Regions from separate parts of the Sus scrofa genome. Here region 2 is linked to region 1. Evidence: chromatin contacts called from public HiChIP or PLAC-seq data. All regions are on one chromosome and are shown on one strand. Each heading gives the region's core, a stretch centred on a gene start, on an enhancer-like site or on the middle of the called end of the contact. The rest is flanking DNA. Distances are from core to core; before and after follow the strand shown.

Region 1 (4,585 bases), core at 1,086-3,585:
TTGTTATAAGCAATTAGTTTTATTATGAGACTATCTGAAATAGAATCTATGTAAATAGAATTCATCCATATGGTAAGATAATTATTTTCTGATTAAATACGGATTATCCTATCGTAACAAAACCAGAAAAATCCAAAGAAAACTACTAACACAGTAAAGGAAAGCAGAAGCCACCAAAAAGACTTTTGATAAAATTGTCAAAGTTTGACAGAAATCAGATTGGTATTGGGAATAAAAGATATGTTTTCTGTGCTCCAGGAATTCAGTGTGGTATCTTTATGCGGACTGTTGTTTCACAAGTAAAAGCACATCTGATGTAAAATTAACATGAAAACCATCCACTCACTGAGCAGGTAACTCTGGAACGAGTCTGTGATTCCCACACTCTTGGGAGGGAACGGACAACGGTGAGTAAGACAGTGACCCTGAATTCAACAATCCGGATCAACAGCACAGTCACTATTATATTAGCAGACACTTCTTGAGCAATCGCCACCTGCTAAAGCTGACAGAAAACCTTACACAGCAATAGGAACCAGAAGCTCTTCAACTGTCATGGGCAAACAGGTGGGTAAAGGAGCCGGACTGGCAGGTCACTGGATCACATGTGAGGGGACCTAGGGAACTGGGAGAGAACTGACAGTCAGCGCAAGGAGCTTCGGGGTTGGGAATTCTGGAGGTGGGGCAGTTTCAGGTGAGGACAGCCACTAGAGGTTCATGACAATGCAATGCTTAATGACAAAATGGAAACCACCCAAATGCCCCAAATTAGGTAAGATAAAGTCTACCACGGCACATTAAAGCAATGAAATACCACGCAGTCATAAAAGAAAGCGCTACAAGGGCCATGAACATGTGTATATAAAATAATGCCAAGTGGAAAAAATAAAACAATAGATCGCATAAACTGAATAAAATTTCCATTTGCATCAGGATAATGACAGGGAGAAATCAAAGACAAGGGGTTAATAGCTTAATACCTTCAAAAAATATTTTTTTTAATCCCCTACAAAATACAAAAGTATTATGTAAGCACGCACTTTTTCTAAGGAAGGAAGAATATCTCTGGTCACTCTTAATTTATCTCCTCTGCTGAATCAGAAGAGACTGGCCATGACCCTAGAGCTTTCAAAGGTAACTGAATTCTTTCTTTACTCTTGAGCCCTCGATTAGTTGTCTCTTAGGCAAGTCTGAAGAAGCATAAGACATATCTAATAAACTTCTTCTCACCAATTAAGTTTCCACTCAGAACTGCACACAAATACGTAAAACAGTAAAGAGCAGTGATCAAAGTTATTGCTTTATTTTACCTGGAATATCCATGGAGTCAATGAGTTCTTAGAGCTGGAAGATGGTCTAAAATCTTAGTCCACTTTAGTGGATTTTAAATTCTGGCCCACATAGATGGCTTAGACATCACCTTAGGGAGAGCAGAGTGACAGGGTGGACAAGTAAACTCCGTCCCTCCTTGTCTCTGCCGACCTCCCACACTTCCCTCTGGAGCTTCAAACACACAATTTAATTAGAGCAGTTCTGCAAATATCTGCTTCATGTTCTGGGGTTTCCAAACCTAGCAGCATATGAAAACTAAATGGGAAGATTTTAAAACATACTGAGTCCTCGAATGGACTCTTCACCCCAGACCTACTGAATCAGAATTTCTAATAACAGAGTCCAGCAATTAGTATCATTTTAAAGCTGTCCATTTAATTCTGATCTGATCCAAATACACAAAATTTCTCTATAGAGTACTGGAAAGATACATGGCTTTTTCTGGAATATTCCCAGTTAGGAGATTTCTTCCCCCCACAGAAAGCATTTTCAATTACTAAAAGAGAATTAACTTTCCATGGAGCTGAATCCATTCTTTGCGCCTTTTCATGCTATGCAGAACCAATGAGCTCCTTCACGCCCATGACAGGTAAGGCTGCCCCCGGGTAGTGCTGGCACTCTTTCTTCTGATAACCAGTTCCATCACTTCGCCCTAACAGTTCACCAGATTCCGAATCAGTCGATCATAATTCCTCAACCTTGGGCCAGAGTTGGTGACCCAAGCCCACCCAGTAAGAGTACCTCTCCAAGACTTTTAAAAGTCTCAACTAAAGTCAGAATTGAGACCCATTTCTCTCTGCAGTCACAGGGCTAGGAAAACAGAAATCTAGGGCTCCTGGGGGCTGTGCCTCTGGCCTCACTGGAGCGGGTGCTGTGACGAGCTGCCAGGTGTGCCAGGAGATCCAGGGTGGATACACTGCATTTATCCTCCCAGACACCACGAGTGCTGCCGGCTGGAAGCTCACAGTCAAGTCTTTCCACTGGGCAAAGGGAGCAGCCTTGAGCGTGGTTATACCCTCTCAGGTGCAGTTAGGCCACAGCCAACGAATCAGGCCCTGGCTCCTCCAGTGCTGACAGCTGTGAAGAGCTCCCCCAGGGCGAGGACCCCCCTGGTGGGCGAGGCCTCTGCTGTGAAAGTGCAGCCCACCTCTTCCCTCCACTCAGCCCCGCTTCCCTCACTCCTCCACGGATGTTGCTCCGAACAGCACTCCAAACACATCTCCGTCCTAAGAGCCTCTTTTCCCAGAAAGCCCAGCCTGTGTCGCTATGGAGAAATCCCAACTACAGCAGGAGGACATGCGACTGAGCTGTGACATCTGAGACAGGACTCACCCAGAATGAACCCTAGGAAAACCCTGGTTGCCCCGCTCTCTTCTCCCTGCCTTTCCACGCGTGCATAACCACACAGAGTTCCCAAGACCTCGCCATCCCGATCATGCGATGCTCAATTTTGAATGCAACTGCCCATATGTGGACCTGCTAGGCTAGAGTATGGAGAAATTTTATACTCATTGTACTTCTATTAATTTTGCTGAAGATTAGCTCAGCTTTTCAGCAGCCCAAAAATTTAGTTGGTTTATTAGAGCTTGTGTTTACCAAAGACTCCTACATCACTTTCTGTCAAGCCAGCTCCCCATCTCTGCATCCAAACATCGTTTATTCTTCTCAAAAAGCTGCCTCAACTTTATGACTGGTAATATTTCTTATCCCTTCTAAACACATGACCCAAACATGAGCCAAGATTTGAAAGGGGTTGGGGGACGGGGAGGTTGTTTTTTGCAGTGTGTACTACAAAATCAGTAAGTCCTGGGAACACAACTTTTTTCTAAAACTGCACGCACTGTTCATCCATCCTATGCTCAGTCCCCCAGAGAATGCTAGGGGACACCTCCCTAACAATGACCTGAAGTTCTTACAGTTCTTATTTGGCACTTTTCATCAGGTCTAATGTGTGCTGTGCACATAACAAAATCCCAGAGACACGCAGTTTTCCAGTAATGCAGCTGTATTTGACCATTAGATGCCCTGGTGATCAAGTCCCACTGAGAAAATGGAAGTGGTGACAGACTGGGGATACGTTTTTCTTCTTTAATTTCCAATTATGGAGCTAAATGGGCCTTGAGAGGTCATCTAGCGCCTGAGTGGCAGACATTCCCTCCCCTGACACGCCTGTCCCTGGAGTCAGTGGGAGACGGTGCTAAGCTGAACCCAGCTCTCTGGACAGAGCCCCAGGGCTGTCCCTCTCCCCCGGGGTCTTCCTCCTCAGAGCCCAAATCACGCCCCGTAATTCTCGGCATGCCACGGCAGACAGCAACCACCAGTAAACGGGGTCTGGCAAACTCGATGAACTTTATTCTCTTTATCTGTCCCAATCACCCTGCTCTTTTAAAGTAGCAAAATCATTGTCCCAAATTTATATCGTGGTCAATAGCTGAGCTTAAACTCCTGGTTCCCAATTCAGTGTTCTCTCCACTTGCCGCTTTCTGAAAATTCCCCCATTTTTCCCAACTATTCTAAGCCTGACAGCTTGTCAGGTGTGCAGAATTCTGACCTGACTTCAGCAGGCGGTGCCTTCCATTGCTGTCTGTCTACATGGGCCTTTCTCGTCATGCTTGCGATGCATATAGGAACAGAGGGGCCATCCGGAGGAGCAGAAGTGGTGCCGGTAGGGCTCCGTATTCACAGGGCACCACGTACTCCAATAATAATAATAATAAATGCCAGACAAATAGAAACATGCCCAGTGACTCACAGCGCTAAGCTAATCCCACAATGGCCCCACCTCACTATTAAAAACTTGAGCGAGAGAGAGAGAGAGAGAAGAAAATGCAATTCCATGTATGTCCTTCTTTTTGTTTGGTAACCACAACAACCAGCCATACATGAGAAGGGACTCCTGACCAATGGTTTTGTTTTGTTTGGGGATGAAGCCATCCCTCTGGCTCCTGAGCTGTCATCCAGGACCTCGGGAGAGTAAAGGACCCTTGGGGGCATTGGACCCTTGACAGTTCTCCATCTCCCCAGCGCCAGCACCGTTTTCCTCATACCAGGAGAATGGCAGAGCTGTAGGCAGGATGGAAAACAACTGTCTGGCATGAGGTGCCCTGGGAGCCAGGCACCAAGTACAGGATGATGTGTCCAGATCCAGGAAAAGATGGGCGTCATGACCGTGTCATGCTTTCTCCCAGGCACAGGAAGAACCTACCTGAGTCTCCACCTTCCCTCCCAGAGGGTCCGAATGCCAAAGAAGAAC
Region 2 (4,277 bases), core at 391-2,890, 130 kb after region 1:
AGGGAAGACGCGGGAACAGGGGCTTGCAGTTGCCTGAATAATTTTAAATTTTCACAAGAAAAGATGTTTCTGGGTGACTTATGCAAGTAAAAATTAATTTTAAGGTGATGGGCCAAAAAAGGAAATAGAACTGAGACGTCACCCTGGAGCTACGCTGTGAAGCATGCGACAGGCCACGCTGAGATCTGACCTGGTGCTGCCGGCAGCAGAAGCCAGGGAAGACGAGCGAGCGGGGAGACGTGACCAGGCCCCTCCAGGCCCGTCCCTCCTCCCCCAGGTGGGTGCAGGGAGGGGCGTCTGCCGCGGAGCGAGCGCCCCGACGAGTTCCTGCCGCCCTTCCCGCTTCCCCCCCGGCCACGTGGCATTTCCCACTCTCAGGAGCACCCGAGCTCCTTCTGCCTCAAGGCTTCCATGCGTGCTGGTCCTCACACCCACTGCTCCTGCTTCCTCCCCTTCGCATCCCTCAGCGCTGAGCCTAAATACTGGCCGCTCGGGACACCTTCCGTCACCTGTCCCCAGTGTCCCCACGTGTCACTCCCCAGCTCGCTGTGCGTCTCTGTCAAAGCCTCCTGCTGGTTTGCTTTAGGATACTTACACAACGTATAATCGCACATAATGGGCTTTATCTGTCTCCTTCACCTATTTATTCTTTTTCTCTGCCACTCACAGCATAGAAACTTCACAAAGGAGAGGAGAGAATGCCTTGTGTTCACGGCTCTTCCTCCATCACCCAGCAGAGCTGCCACACAAAGTGGAGTTAGAATTAGCTGTAGCTGGAGTTCCGGTCGTGGCACAGCAGAAACGAATCCAACTAGGAACCATGAGGTTGCAGGTTCGATCCCTGGCCTCGCTGAGTGGGTTCAGGATCCAGCGTTGCCATGAGCTGTGGTGTAGGCTGCAGACGAGGCTCGGACCTGGCATTGCTGGGGCTCTGGCGTAGGCCAGTGGCTATAGCTCCAATTCGACCCCTAGCCTGGGAACCTCCATATGCTGCAGGTGCGGCCCTAAAAGGACAAAAGAAAAAAAATTAAATAAAATAGGCTTAAAACAAAAAGAATCAGCTGCAGTAATAACAACAATAGTAACAGCTACGACTGGCTACTCCTTACGGAGCACTGCCTCTGGGTCAGGCAGGTGCTTACATGCTTTACCACCTATGAGCTGATTTTAAACATCGTAATAACCTTTCTGAGGAGGCATTAGTATGGTCCCCACTTTACAGATGAAGAAACTGAGGCATAAGAGAGATCAAGAAATGTGCCCAAGACCACACGGCTGGTAAGAATCAGAGCTGGGAGTTCCAGTCTTCAGTGCCCCGCACCACGTTCTGAATGATGGAAGAACGAGCCACACGACGCTGCTTCGCGCTGTCCGGATGTCCTTTTCCTCCGAGCACAAAGAGCGTATCTGCCTTAGAATAAAGGAGAATGACTGGCCCAATCACCTCTTCGACAGCGGGAGTATCTGCAGGGAGATGGTGGCCCAGGAGGAGGCAGCTCTTTTCCACCGAGGGTCAGGGAGTGGTGCTTCGCGTGGCAGGGCTGAGGGCAGCGCTGCAGACGAGGCGCTGGGTGTGCTGGCAGAGACGTGGGACGCTCGTCCAGCTCCAGACCGCGTGACCTGGACAACACTCCCCGCCAAGGCGGTTGCAGCCAGAGCTCCGGGAAAGGAGTTCTGGGAGCAGCAAAGAACGGGCCGCCCAAGACGGTGCCAAGGAGGTAAGGGAAACCAGCCTCTGAGCGGGTGAGGGAGATTTCTGTTCTGTTCTGGCCTGGCCTTTAGAGGCAGGACCTTCCTGGAAGCCACACCTCACCAAGTCCTGCTGCGTGGATCCTAACAGCTGGCAGCCATGACTCTGTGTACGCAGCCGTCGAGAAGGAAGATAATCATGGTACAGGCAGCTAAATTCCGTGTGTTCTCATAATGTGCCAGGAACTGTGCGACGGGCTTTAGACAAATTAGCTCCTTGAATTCCCATAGCAATCTTGGAGATTCCTCCAACCTTCATTTTGCCAATAAACGTTTACCAAGCTCCTGCTATGTTGATGAAGGAAATTCTATTCTTAACGCTGTTTTGCAGATGAGGACAGAGTCTTGGAGAGATTAACTAATCTGCCCCAGTTAGATACTGGCTGCGTTAAAACTGGAACTCAGGTCTGCCCAACACTAAAAACCTCCTTCTTAACCTCTATTCTGAATGGCCCCCTAATTTTAAAGCCATCATTTGTTTCTGCCTATGTGTAAAGTACTGCACTATAACCATTAGGAGGAGTTATTCAGTGAGATAACATTCTTGATATTATCTCAATACACATAAACGGTCAGTACATATCAGCTAATGTTATCCTACATATTACATGCTTATACGCATGATGATTCGTTACATGCGTCAACTTGGCCAGGCCATCGTGCCGGGAATTTGGTCAGACACAACTGGATATTGCTGCGAAGGTACTTGTAGGGTAAATTAACATTTAAATCAGTTGATCTGAGTAAATCACATGACCCTCCGTAACATGGGCAGAACTCATCGAGTCACTTCAAGAACAGAATAGAAAATGACTGTTCTCTCCCAGAGAAGAGCGAACGCTACCCCCAGACTCCTCCGCGTCCCGGCAGTACCAGCAGCTCTCTCCTAGGGCCTCATCTGCCGGCCTATCCTGCAGATGTGGTATTTGGCAACCTCTACCGTCACATGAACTAATTCCTTACAGTAAAGGCCTAAGTACAAACACTGCAAATCAACTATAATTTTAAAAATTAAGTGCATACGTAATCCAGGTGTATGTTCTGTCTACGTGTACACACGCACACCTGTCATGTATCTGCCATATGCACATCCTACTGCTACGGTTTCTCTGGAGAAGCCTGACCACCAGACACAGAGTAATGGCAATAATCAGAGAAGCAGACCAAAGCCGGGCGAGTTCATGTGAGACGAATTCAAACTCCCCCAATCCTTCCAGAAATCTAGATCCTAATGACGAAAACAGCCTACAACCGTCAGAATCCTCTCCACTTACGGGAAAAGAGCGGATCTTGCTAATTTGGTTGGAAACTAATTAGAGATTAATGGTCGTCCTGCCCGTCGTTCCTCCCTCCAGGCCTGTTTCCCATCCACAAAATGAGGACCAGGTGACAGTTCGTGACAACGGCAGAAACAAAGGGCAGATCCTCCCACGCCGCCCCATAACTCCGTGCGGGCGCAGCGCCGTGCTGCAGGAGAGCCCCGCCTGGCAGCCGAAACCCCCGGGGTTGGTTCCCAGGTCACCATCCGCCAGCCTGGTCACGGGGGCAGACCTCCCTCACAGCCCCCGCTCCAGCTCCCTCCTTCCCAAACAGTGATGACAATGACGACTGAGGGAGACTGCAAACTCAACACTCACGAATGGCAGGTTGTCCCTGACACGGAACAGCTGGCTGCTGAGCAAACGCGAACAGTTTCTGAACTCGGCGTCAGAGCAGGGTCAGCCCTGCACAGCTCTCCAGGGTCAGGTGGCCGGCATGGTTGACGCTCACCACTCACGAGCCTTGTCACTGCTGACAGGGGGCCCGAATCGGTCATACAGTCCCTTCAGTGGTGGATTTTCAGCTCTCGGTCTCACGTTCTCTTCCTGACAGCCCTACGAGGCGAGCAGCCGGGGGACGGGGCCACACACCCAAGTAGAGGCCTAGCTTGGCTCCAGCCCTATCCAGGTGGAAATCCAGGGTCTGTCCCTCTCCATCTCCAGGTAAGGTCAGAGGAGGGTCAGAACTTAGCCCAGGAGTTCCCGTTGTGGCTCAGCAGTTAATGAACCTGACTAGAAGCCATGAGGGCGCAGGTTCGATCCCTGGCCTCGATCAGTGGGTTAAGGATCTGGCATTGCTGTGAGCTGTGGTGTAGGTCGAAGATGTGGCTCAGATCCTGTATTGCTGTGGCTGTGGTGTAGGCCGGCGACTACAGCTCCAATTCGACCCCTAGCCTGGCAACTTCCATATGCCACAGGTATGGCTCTAGAAAAGACAAAAAGACAGGAAAAAAAAAAAAAGAACTTAACCTAATGCTTCAAGGGCCAAGAGAGCAAAGGGACTTGGTCACAAATTCTCCTTCTAAATTTGAGGCCCTCTTGGAGTTCCCTGGTGGATCCAGGGTTGTCACGGCTATGGCACATATTTGATCCCTGGCCTGGGAACTTCTGCATGCTGCAAGCACAGCCAAAAAGTGTGTGTGTGTGTGTGTGTACATATAAATAAATAACTATGTAAATAAATAAATAAAGCAGAGGCCCTCTCACCAC

The links. HiChIP or PLAC-seq counts read pairs in DNA pulled down with a chosen protein or histone mark.
Region 2: a contact with region 1 is called in an H3K27ac HiChIP or PLAC-seq map of skeletal muscle. The contact joins two enhancer-like sites. A contact is called at or near these places in 1 of 47 Hi-C or Micro-C datasets (embryonic fibroblasts) and 1 of 2 datasets of contacts at active chromatin or transcription factors (skeletal muscle).

The regions. Positions count from the first base shown.
Region 1 is chr2:149,994,251-149,998,835 of Sscrofa11.1, forward strand. No RefSeq gene overlaps it. Among named protein-coding and RNA genes, the nearest start is that of ADRB2, 37 kb to the right of the region's middle. Within about 2 kb of position 2,336, at least 3 of the 83 cell types and tissues checked have an H3K27ac peak or open chromatin away from gene starts, as enhancers often do. A contact at or near this core is called in skeletal muscle, where this site is marked.
Region 2 is chr2:150,127,956-150,132,232 of Sscrofa11.1, forward strand. No RefSeq gene overlaps it. Among named protein-coding and RNA genes, the nearest start is that of ADRB2, 96 kb to the left of the region's middle. Within about 2 kb of position 1,641, at least 1 of the 83 cell types and tissues checked has an H3K27ac peak or open chromatin away from gene starts, as enhancers often do. A contact at or near this core is called in skeletal muscle, where this site is marked.